Linked DNA regions of Pan troglodytes: region 2 is linked to region 1. Evidence: chromatin contacts called from public HiChIP or PLAC-seq data. All regions are on one chromosome and are shown on one strand. Each heading gives the region's core, a stretch centred on a gene start, on an enhancer-like site or on the middle of the called end of the contact. The rest is flanking DNA. Distances are from core to core; before and after follow the strand shown. Region 1 holds the start of DBR1 (debranching RNA lariats 1). Region 2 holds the start of ESYT3 (extended synaptotagmin 3).

The links. HiChIP or PLAC-seq counts read pairs in DNA pulled down with a chosen protein or histone mark.
Region 2: a contact with region 1 is called in an H3K4me3 HiChIP or PLAC-seq map of stem cell-derived excitatory neurons, with 5 times the contacts expected there. The contact joins the promoter of ESYT3 here to the promoter of DBR1 in region 1.

What each region holds. Positions count from the first base shown.
Region 1 is chr2:141,382,307-141,386,161 of NHGRI_mPanTro3-v2.0_pri, forward strand. DBR1 (debranching RNA lariats 1) reads right to left here and starts at 1,460. Exons shown (of 8, transcript XM_526319.7): 1 at 1,100-1,460; 2 at 7-131. The coding sequence starts at 1,296.
Region 2 is chr2:141,644,845-141,649,150 of NHGRI_mPanTro3-v2.0_pri, forward strand. It overlaps ESYT3 (extended synaptotagmin 3), which reads left to right and starts at 2,997. Exons shown (of 23, transcript XM_016942038.3): 1 at 2,997-3,506. The coding sequence starts at 3,180.

The DNA of each region.
Region 1 (3,855 bases), core at 210-2,709:
ACATACCTAAATAATAAATGTTTGGTGCCACCCAGCCACCATAGGGTAACTCTTGCAAATGATTTGAGGCTTCATGGTTTCCCCCAATGAACAGTGTGAGAACTGGGGCCTTTTTCTCTCCAGAGTAATACCTAGAACATAAGAGCAAAGTCAGTTACCACAATTAGGCATAGCAGAAAAGCAAATGAGTTCCAAAAAAAAAAAAGAAACTGAGTTCATCATAAAAAGTTAAAAAGCTCTTTCAAAAGGAATTGCCTGGGGCTGGACGCGGTGGCTCCCTCCTGTAATCCCAGCACTTTGGATGGCCGACACAGGCGGATCCCCTGAGGTCAGGAGTTCGAGACCAACCTGGCCAATGTGGTGAAACCCCGTCTCTACTAAAAATGCAAAAATTAGCTGGGTGTAATCCCAGCTACTCGGGAGGCTGAGGTGGGAGAATCGCTTGAACCCAGGAGACGGAGGTTGCAGTGGGTCAATATCGCGGTACTGCATTCCAGCCTGGGCAACAAAGCGAAACTCTGTCTCAAGAAAAAAAAAAAAAAAAAAGGAATTGCCCAGTATCCATCCTTGCCCTTAGGAATGAAGAGCTTCCACCTTGAGCCTCAAGTCAGTGCCCGTTCAATTAAGTCAAGAACTGTTTCGAGTTCATTGCCATAACCTCATCTTCTAGAACCACAACAAGCACATAGCAGGCGCCCAGTAAAAACTTCAGGATCATTGAATGAACTAATTCCAGAGTCCTATCAAGTACAAGGTAGCTATCTAAACCTGTCAGCTTCTTCCTCCAGGTTATCCCCTCCCAGGCTTCGATACCCTGTGAAATGGATAAGATGTGTATGGAAAGAAGCAAAGTGACATTTCCTAAGCACCTAATGAGATAGGGTGCTAGTGAAACTGACATAATTTGGTACCTAACTGAATACAGTACCTAACTGAATACATTTCCCGCCTCCCACTACCTCACCCCTGTATTCAGTTAGGCACCAATTAGAGACACAGAGCGAACAAAGACAGGATCTAAGGGAAACAGGCAGCCAGTGGCAGAGGGAACCCAGTCCCACCCCCCCACCGCCAAGTCCGGGCCCGGCCGCGTCCTCACCTGTAGAAGGTTTGCATGTGACGATACTTGGGCGGCACGGCCATGCAGCGTAGATCCGCCTCGTTGCGCACCGCCTGGAAGTCGCCGCAGCACAGCAAGAGGTCGACAGGCCCCGGGCCGCGCCGCTCTGCCAGCGCCAGCGTCTCATAGATCTTATCCAGCTCGCCGTGGCAGCAGCCAGCCACAGCCACCCGCATTCTGCCGGCCTGAGGAGGTAAGATGAGCGCTGCCTGCAACGCCCTACACCACAGCCAGCCCAGGACCGACTGATCGCTCAGCTCCCGCCAACTTTAATAAGTAGAGCCACCGCCTGGGTGTAGACGCCTGCAAAATAATTCACTTCCGGTTTCCAGATCTCGCGAGAGAGGGACCGGGAAGGTCAAACCTAATTCTGGGATCCCAGGGAACTTATTTTCTTTTTTTCCTTTTTTCTTTTTTTTAATTATTGTTTTATGCAGTCAATATCTTTTTGTATATACATCCACAAATGTACTCTTTCCATCCTTACTCTTTTCTTCCTGGATTTCCATTTTTCTCTTTGGAATCATTTTTCTTCTGTCTGAAGAGCTCAGTTTAAGTTTTCCTGTTTGTTTACTGTAGGCCGACGACAGATTAATTTTTTTCTAGATATTTGTTTGTTTAAAAATTTCTTTCCACTCTGGGGAAAATGGTGAAACCCTGTCTCTACTAAAAATACAAAAATTAGCTGGGCGCAGTAGCGCACGTCTGTAATCACAGCTACTTCAGAGGCTGAGGCAGGAGAATCCCTCAAACCCAGGAGACGGAGGTTGCAGTGACCTGAGATCGCGCCCCTGCACTCCAGCTTGGGCGACAGAGCGAGACTCCGTCTGAAAAAAAAAAAAAAAAAAAAAAAAGAGAGAGACAAAAGAGAAAGAGAGAGAGAAGAAAAGAAAAGAAGCCAGTGTGCTGGCTCACACCTGTAATCCCAGCACTTTGGGAGGCTGAGGCGGGCGGATCACGAGGTCAGGAGTTTGAGACCAGCATGGCCAACATGGTGAAACCCTGTCTCTACTAAAGATACAAAAAATTAGCTGGGCGTGGTGGTGCACACCTGTAATCCCAGCTACTTAGGAGGCTGGGGCAGGAGAATCGCTTGAACCCAGGAGGCAGAGGTTGCAGTGATCTGAGATCGTGCCATTGCACTCCAGCCTGGGTGACAGGGTGAGACTCCGTCTAAAAAAAAAAAAAGAAAAACAAAGAAAGAGATGTCTTTGTTTCACCTTAATTCATAAAGGGTGTGTTTACTGAGTACTGAATACCAGTTAAGCAGTGTGTGTGTGTTTTGTTTTTTTTTTTTTTTTACAAAGCATTTCAAAAATAGCATTCTATTATCTTCTGGCTTGCATTATCTTCTACTGAGAAGTCACCTATAAACTTAAGGTTTTTTTTCATTGAAAGTAATGTGGGTTTTTTGTTTGTTTGTTTGTTTTTTGTTTTTTTGAGACAGTCTCTCACTCTGTTGCCCAGGCTGGAGGCGGTGGCACGATCTCGGCTCACTGAAACCTCCGCCTCCCCAGTTCAAGCGATTCTCCTGCCTCAGCCTCCCAAGTAGCTGGGATTACAGGTGCACACCACCATGCCCAGCTAATTTTTTGCATTTTTAGTAGAGACAGGGTTTCACCATGATGGCCAAGCTGGTTTCGAACTCCTGACCTCAAGTGATCCGCCCACCTCGGCTTCCCGAAGTGCTAGGATTACAGGCGTTAGCCACCGCGCCCAGCCAGTAATGTGTCTTTTTCTTTGCTATTTACTGTTTTCTCTTTCTCTACTTTCTCTCCCTACTCCTTAAAGCTATTTTAATAAAATATATCTAAGTGGTTTTTTTTTTTTGAACCTTACTCATTTATGCTTTCTGAATCTATAGCTTGGTATCTTTTTTCAGTTTTGGAAAATTCTTGGTCAGTATCTACTTAAATGTTGCTTTTTTTTCTGTCTTTTCCTACTCCTTTGGAATTTTTCCATGGTATTTTACCTATCTTTTATTTCTATTCCATAGTTCTCATTTTTATCAGTGTTTTATTTTGGATAGTTTCTAATAACCTCTCTTCTAGTTTACTAATCCTACTTTGTTCTATGTCCAATGTACAAACTCATTTATTAATGTTTTAACATTATAGTCCTTTTCAATTTTAGGATTTATATTGGATTCTTTTCCAGTGAAGCCAATAGTTTAAAGAGATTCTTTATCTTTTAATTTATTTCCTTCATCTTTTCCTCTCTTTCTCTCATATATTAATCATTGTTATTTTAGGTTGCCTGTCTTCTAAGCCCAATATCTTACTTATCTGCAGAGCTGATTCTATTGTCTGTTTCTGTTTCATTGGATTCTTAGTTTAAAAATCTCGTTTTTTGGCCGCGGTGACTCCCACCTGTTGTCCCAGCACTTTGGGAGGCCAAGGTGGATGGATCTCTTGAAGCCAGGAGTTCGAGAGCAGCCTGGCCAACATGGTGAAACCCTGTCTCTACTAAAAATAAAGAACTTAGCTGGGCGTGGTGGCGCATACCTGTAATCCCAGCTACTTGGGAGGCTGAGGCGGGAGAATCGTTTGAACTCGGGAGGCGGAGGTTGCAGTGAGCCGAGATTGCGCCGCTGCACTCCAGCCTGGGCTACAGAGTGAGACCCTGTCTCAAAAAGAATAAATAAATAAATAAATAAATATCTCGTTTGTGTGTGTGTGTGTATATATATATATATATATTCCAGGATACATGTGCAGGTTATGCAGATTTGTTAC
Region 2 (4,306 bases), core at 1,747-4,246, 260 kb after region 1:
CTTCCTTGCTTCTTTCCAGCTCCTGGTGGGTGCCAGGAATCCTTGACATTCCTTCCCTGTAGCTGTACCACTCTGGTTTCTATGTGTGTTTTCACATGGCCTTCCCTTCCTGTGTCTCCTCTGTGTCGCTATCTCTGAATCTCTCTTTTCTTATAAGGACACCAGTCATTGGACTTAGGGCCCACCCTAATTGAGTATGATCTCATCTTAACTTGGTTACATCTGCAGAGACTCTATTTGAAATAAGATTACATTCACAGGTACCAAGGGTTAGGACTTCAACATAGACACAATTCAGTCCACACTAGTGACCAACGAATATTTACTTGAGCTACTGTTCTTTCAATAGTTGGTATGTAATAGGATACACTCTCAAATGTGTTCAGGCAAAGGCTGTGGAAGGCATTATTCTCCCCAGGTTTTGCTGTGATCAAACCATCTATAAAATATTTTTTTGCTGGTAGTAGTAACTAGATGTCCAGGTCAAGGGAAATAAAGTCTCCAGTGTTCTAGGCACAGATTCCATCCCAGGTAGGGTATAGAGTTTTCAATGCCATATTCTCAATGTTCTCATATATTTAATTTGTGAGAGTAATTTAATGACATAAATAAGGTTTTAAAAGTGGGGGGGCAGGCACAGTGGCTCACGCCTGTAATCTCAGCACTTTGGGCGGCTGAGGTGGGTGGATTGAGGTCAGGGGTTCGAGACCAGCCTGGCCAACATGGCAAAACCCCATCTTTACCAAAAATACAAAAAGTATCTGGGCATGGTGGCAAGTGTCTATAATCCTAGCTACTCAGGAGGCTAAGGCAGGAGAATCGCTTGAATCTGGGAGGCCGAGGTTGCGGTGAGCTGAGATTGCCTCACTGCACTCCAGACGGGGCAACAGAGCGAGACTCCATCTCAAAAAATAAATAAAATAAAATAAAAAATAAAATAAATTTAAAAAGGAGGGGGGTGAAATCATAATCCCATCACCCTAACGTACGTTGGAGAAGTTTTAGAAGAGGAACATTCCAGGTAGAGAGAACAGCAAGTACAAAAGCCTTGCAGCATAAATGAACTTGATGTGTTCAAGGAAAGAAAGGCGATGCAGCTGGGGATGGCAATGCCCCACAGGTCGTCTCAGGCTGGGCATCTGTCTCAGTGGGTGTCCATCCAGTTCACAAACCAACAACCTTCCTTTCTCTAGTAATCCCCCCACAAACTCACTACCTTCCACACCCCCTCCCAAACTAGCCCAGGTTGAGGTGTGGACTTGCTGTGTGTGAAGGATGAAGGGGATGATAGATTCAGCTGGATCCTGTCTCCAAGGGGTTTGGAATTGGGACAGGATAAGGGTCAAGGCAGTCTCTCTGGATTGGTGAGACCTATGTCCTCCATCTCTGGATGTTGGGGGGAAAGTGCTGTGTTCTGCACTTCAACCAGACAGGCAGGTCAGCAGGGAGGGCCACAAGGATGAGGAGCGCAGTTCTGGCAGTTAGCTTCCTGGTCCGTCCATCCTGAGAGCCAGACACATTCTGCCTCAGCTTCCAGGAGAATTCCCAGTATCCCTATCCTACACTCTCTTTTGCTTCAGCAGACTTGGGTTAACCAATAGAGAAATATTTTGAGGAAAGAATTCTGTGGTCAAATAATCTGGGAAACACTGGGTTAAATAGAATTTAATAACTTTTTGTCTGAAGGACTTCTCAGAGCCTTTACTAGGACTGTGTACATGCAACTCTCAAGAAGGAACTCCAGCGAGCAGCATTTCTTCCGTTGATTTCCCAGGCTACACTGGGAGAATGTTAAGTTGGGGGACTTTAAGCCTCTGTTTTGGCTGAGTCCTGGAAAGCCAAGAACAATAGAGAAGGGTCCAGGTATTCTGACCACCAGGAACTCATCTATTGTTGAAAAAACTCATTGCAGTAAGTAATTTTATCCAAGAGAGAGGATAAAGCCAGAGAGAGAAAAAGAGAGTGACAGAGCAAGAGTCAGAACGAGAACGGGAGACAGGGGCGGGGGGGGGGGGGCGGGGAGAGGGAGGGAGAGAAAAGGAAAGAGAAGAGAATATTTTGATTGCTATCCATCGGCTCCAGCCTTTCGATAAAGCTGTTGAAACAGTAGAGTCATTCCAAATCACTCTGGTACATTTGTCAACTCCAAAATCACATTCCAGTAATTGATGTGAGCCCTTTCATGTGGCCGTCTGAAATATATGCTATCCGCAAGACGATTTACTATCCGAACTTAAGAGATTCGGAGCTCCACCTGCTCTGATCATTAAAGGGTTAGAAACCATGGGCTTCACCATTGACTCTCAGGCACCTCGGGGCTTCCTCTTCATCTTTCCTTTTATTCGCCGGTCGCTTGCCCTTGTTGGGCGCCCCACAGATGGCCAAGACGGGCCGGTGCCCGGAAGTTCCCCGTCTGATGATGCAGGGAATGACGATCCAAACAGACACCTAGAAGAGAGGATGGGGAGAGCGGGGCAGAGGGTTTTGTGGCGCGCAGGAGGGGCCCTGAGCTCGGCTTGATGAGGCTGGGGGCTAGGTCCAAGCTTTACAGATGCCAGAGGAGCTGGCAGCGTTGCAGGCTCTAGGGGCCAGTTGGAGGGCCGGGACGCAGGACCTGAGTCTGGGGAGGCCTGGCTGAGCCTGTCCAGGGAGGGCCTCGAATGCCAGCTGAGTCCAGACTATACTGTGTATTATAGACCGCGTGTAGGAAACAGGTTTTAGGTGATGTTTATCCATGATAAGCCAGTTGTACACAGGTGTTGGTGAGTCATTAACCACCTAGGGCAGCACTTGGTCCACCCGGACTGGCGAGTGCACACCTCCGGCTGACGCCTGCGCCACGTGCTGGGGTCAGAGGCCGAGCTCACCGGCTGGTTGCTCTTTAGAGCGGGCAGGAGCCAGGCGGGCGGCCCGCCCCGCTAGGGCGGAGACTTCCGGAGCTGCGGACTCACTGGAGCCGAGAACTGGAGCCGAGAACTGGGGCGGCGCGGCTCGGTGCATTTCCAGGCGCCGCTCTCCGCCGCAGAGGACCCTGTGCTCGGCGCGCCGAGAGTCCCAGCAGGGCAAGGGGGCGCGGCGTCCTGGTCCTCGAGCTTGGGAGACAGATGCGCATGGGCGTGGGGGCATGCGGACCTAAGCTCGGGTGAAGCTCTCGGGAAGGGCAAGACTGCGGCGACGAGATGCGAGCAGAGGAGCCCTGCGCCCCCGGGGCCCCCAGCGCCCTGGGAGCCCAGCGCGCGCCGGGCCCCGAGCTGCGTCTGTCCAGCCAGCTGCTGCCCGAGCTCTGTACCTTCGTGGTGCGCGTGCTGTTCTACCTGGGGCCTGTCTACCTAGCTGGCTACCTGGGGCTCAGCATAACCTGGTTGCTGCTCGGCGCCCTGCTGTGGATGTGGTGGCGCAGGAACCGCCGCGGGAAGCTTGGGCGCCTGGCCGCCGCCTTCGAATTCCTTGACAATGAACGCGAGTTCATCAGCCGCGAGCTGCGGGGCCAGCACCTGCCAGCCTGGGTGAGCCAAGCCGGGTGGGGGTGGGAGGTGGGGAGATGCCTTTCGAGGTTCGGAGGAACTTGCGGTCAGCGGGGAGCTGGTGCGCGCAAACCCGAGGGAGGGCGGGAGCCCGGCGACCTGCACACCCCGTTCCCCACCGCTCCCGGCGCGCAGACCCTGGGGACGGTGACCGCCCCTCCCGCGGCGCGCAGCACCCTCACGTCCACCTCTGGTCCGACTGCGGTGGGAGCGGGGAACTTGGGTTTCATTTAAGGCCCCAGAGCTCGAGAGAAGAGTCACGGGCAGACCACACCCAGGAGAAAAACAAGGGCGTCTGGGACTTCGCAGACTTACTCGGGTTGGAATCAGAAGGCATTTCTTCCACCCGCCTGTTGATTCAGAGAAAGAACGCCGGACGCAAAACGTAGATGGGCAAATACCGCAGTGACAGAAACGGCGGGCCCAGTTGCTTTCGGCGGCCGAGGCCTGGACTGCGGTAGGGGGAGGGCTCCGCGGGGCTGGAGGTGGGAGTGGCGGGTACGGCTGGGAGACCGACGTCGCCCGGGCCCCGGGCCTCCTTCCCTCCCTCCCTCCGCCGGATAGGGATGCCGGCACACGCACACTGCCCCGACAAACCCATCTCCTGGGGTGGCATGGGCGGCACTACGATTCCTCAAACGCTTCTGGTCCTGGCTTACCTAACAAAACCCAAGTTCTGGGCCCCATTGCATAACTCCCAGGGTGGCACAGAGGTATCCTGGCTGATTCTTATGATTAGGTGAGCTTGGGAAACACCGGCAAGAGGGGTGTTCCGTCCAATG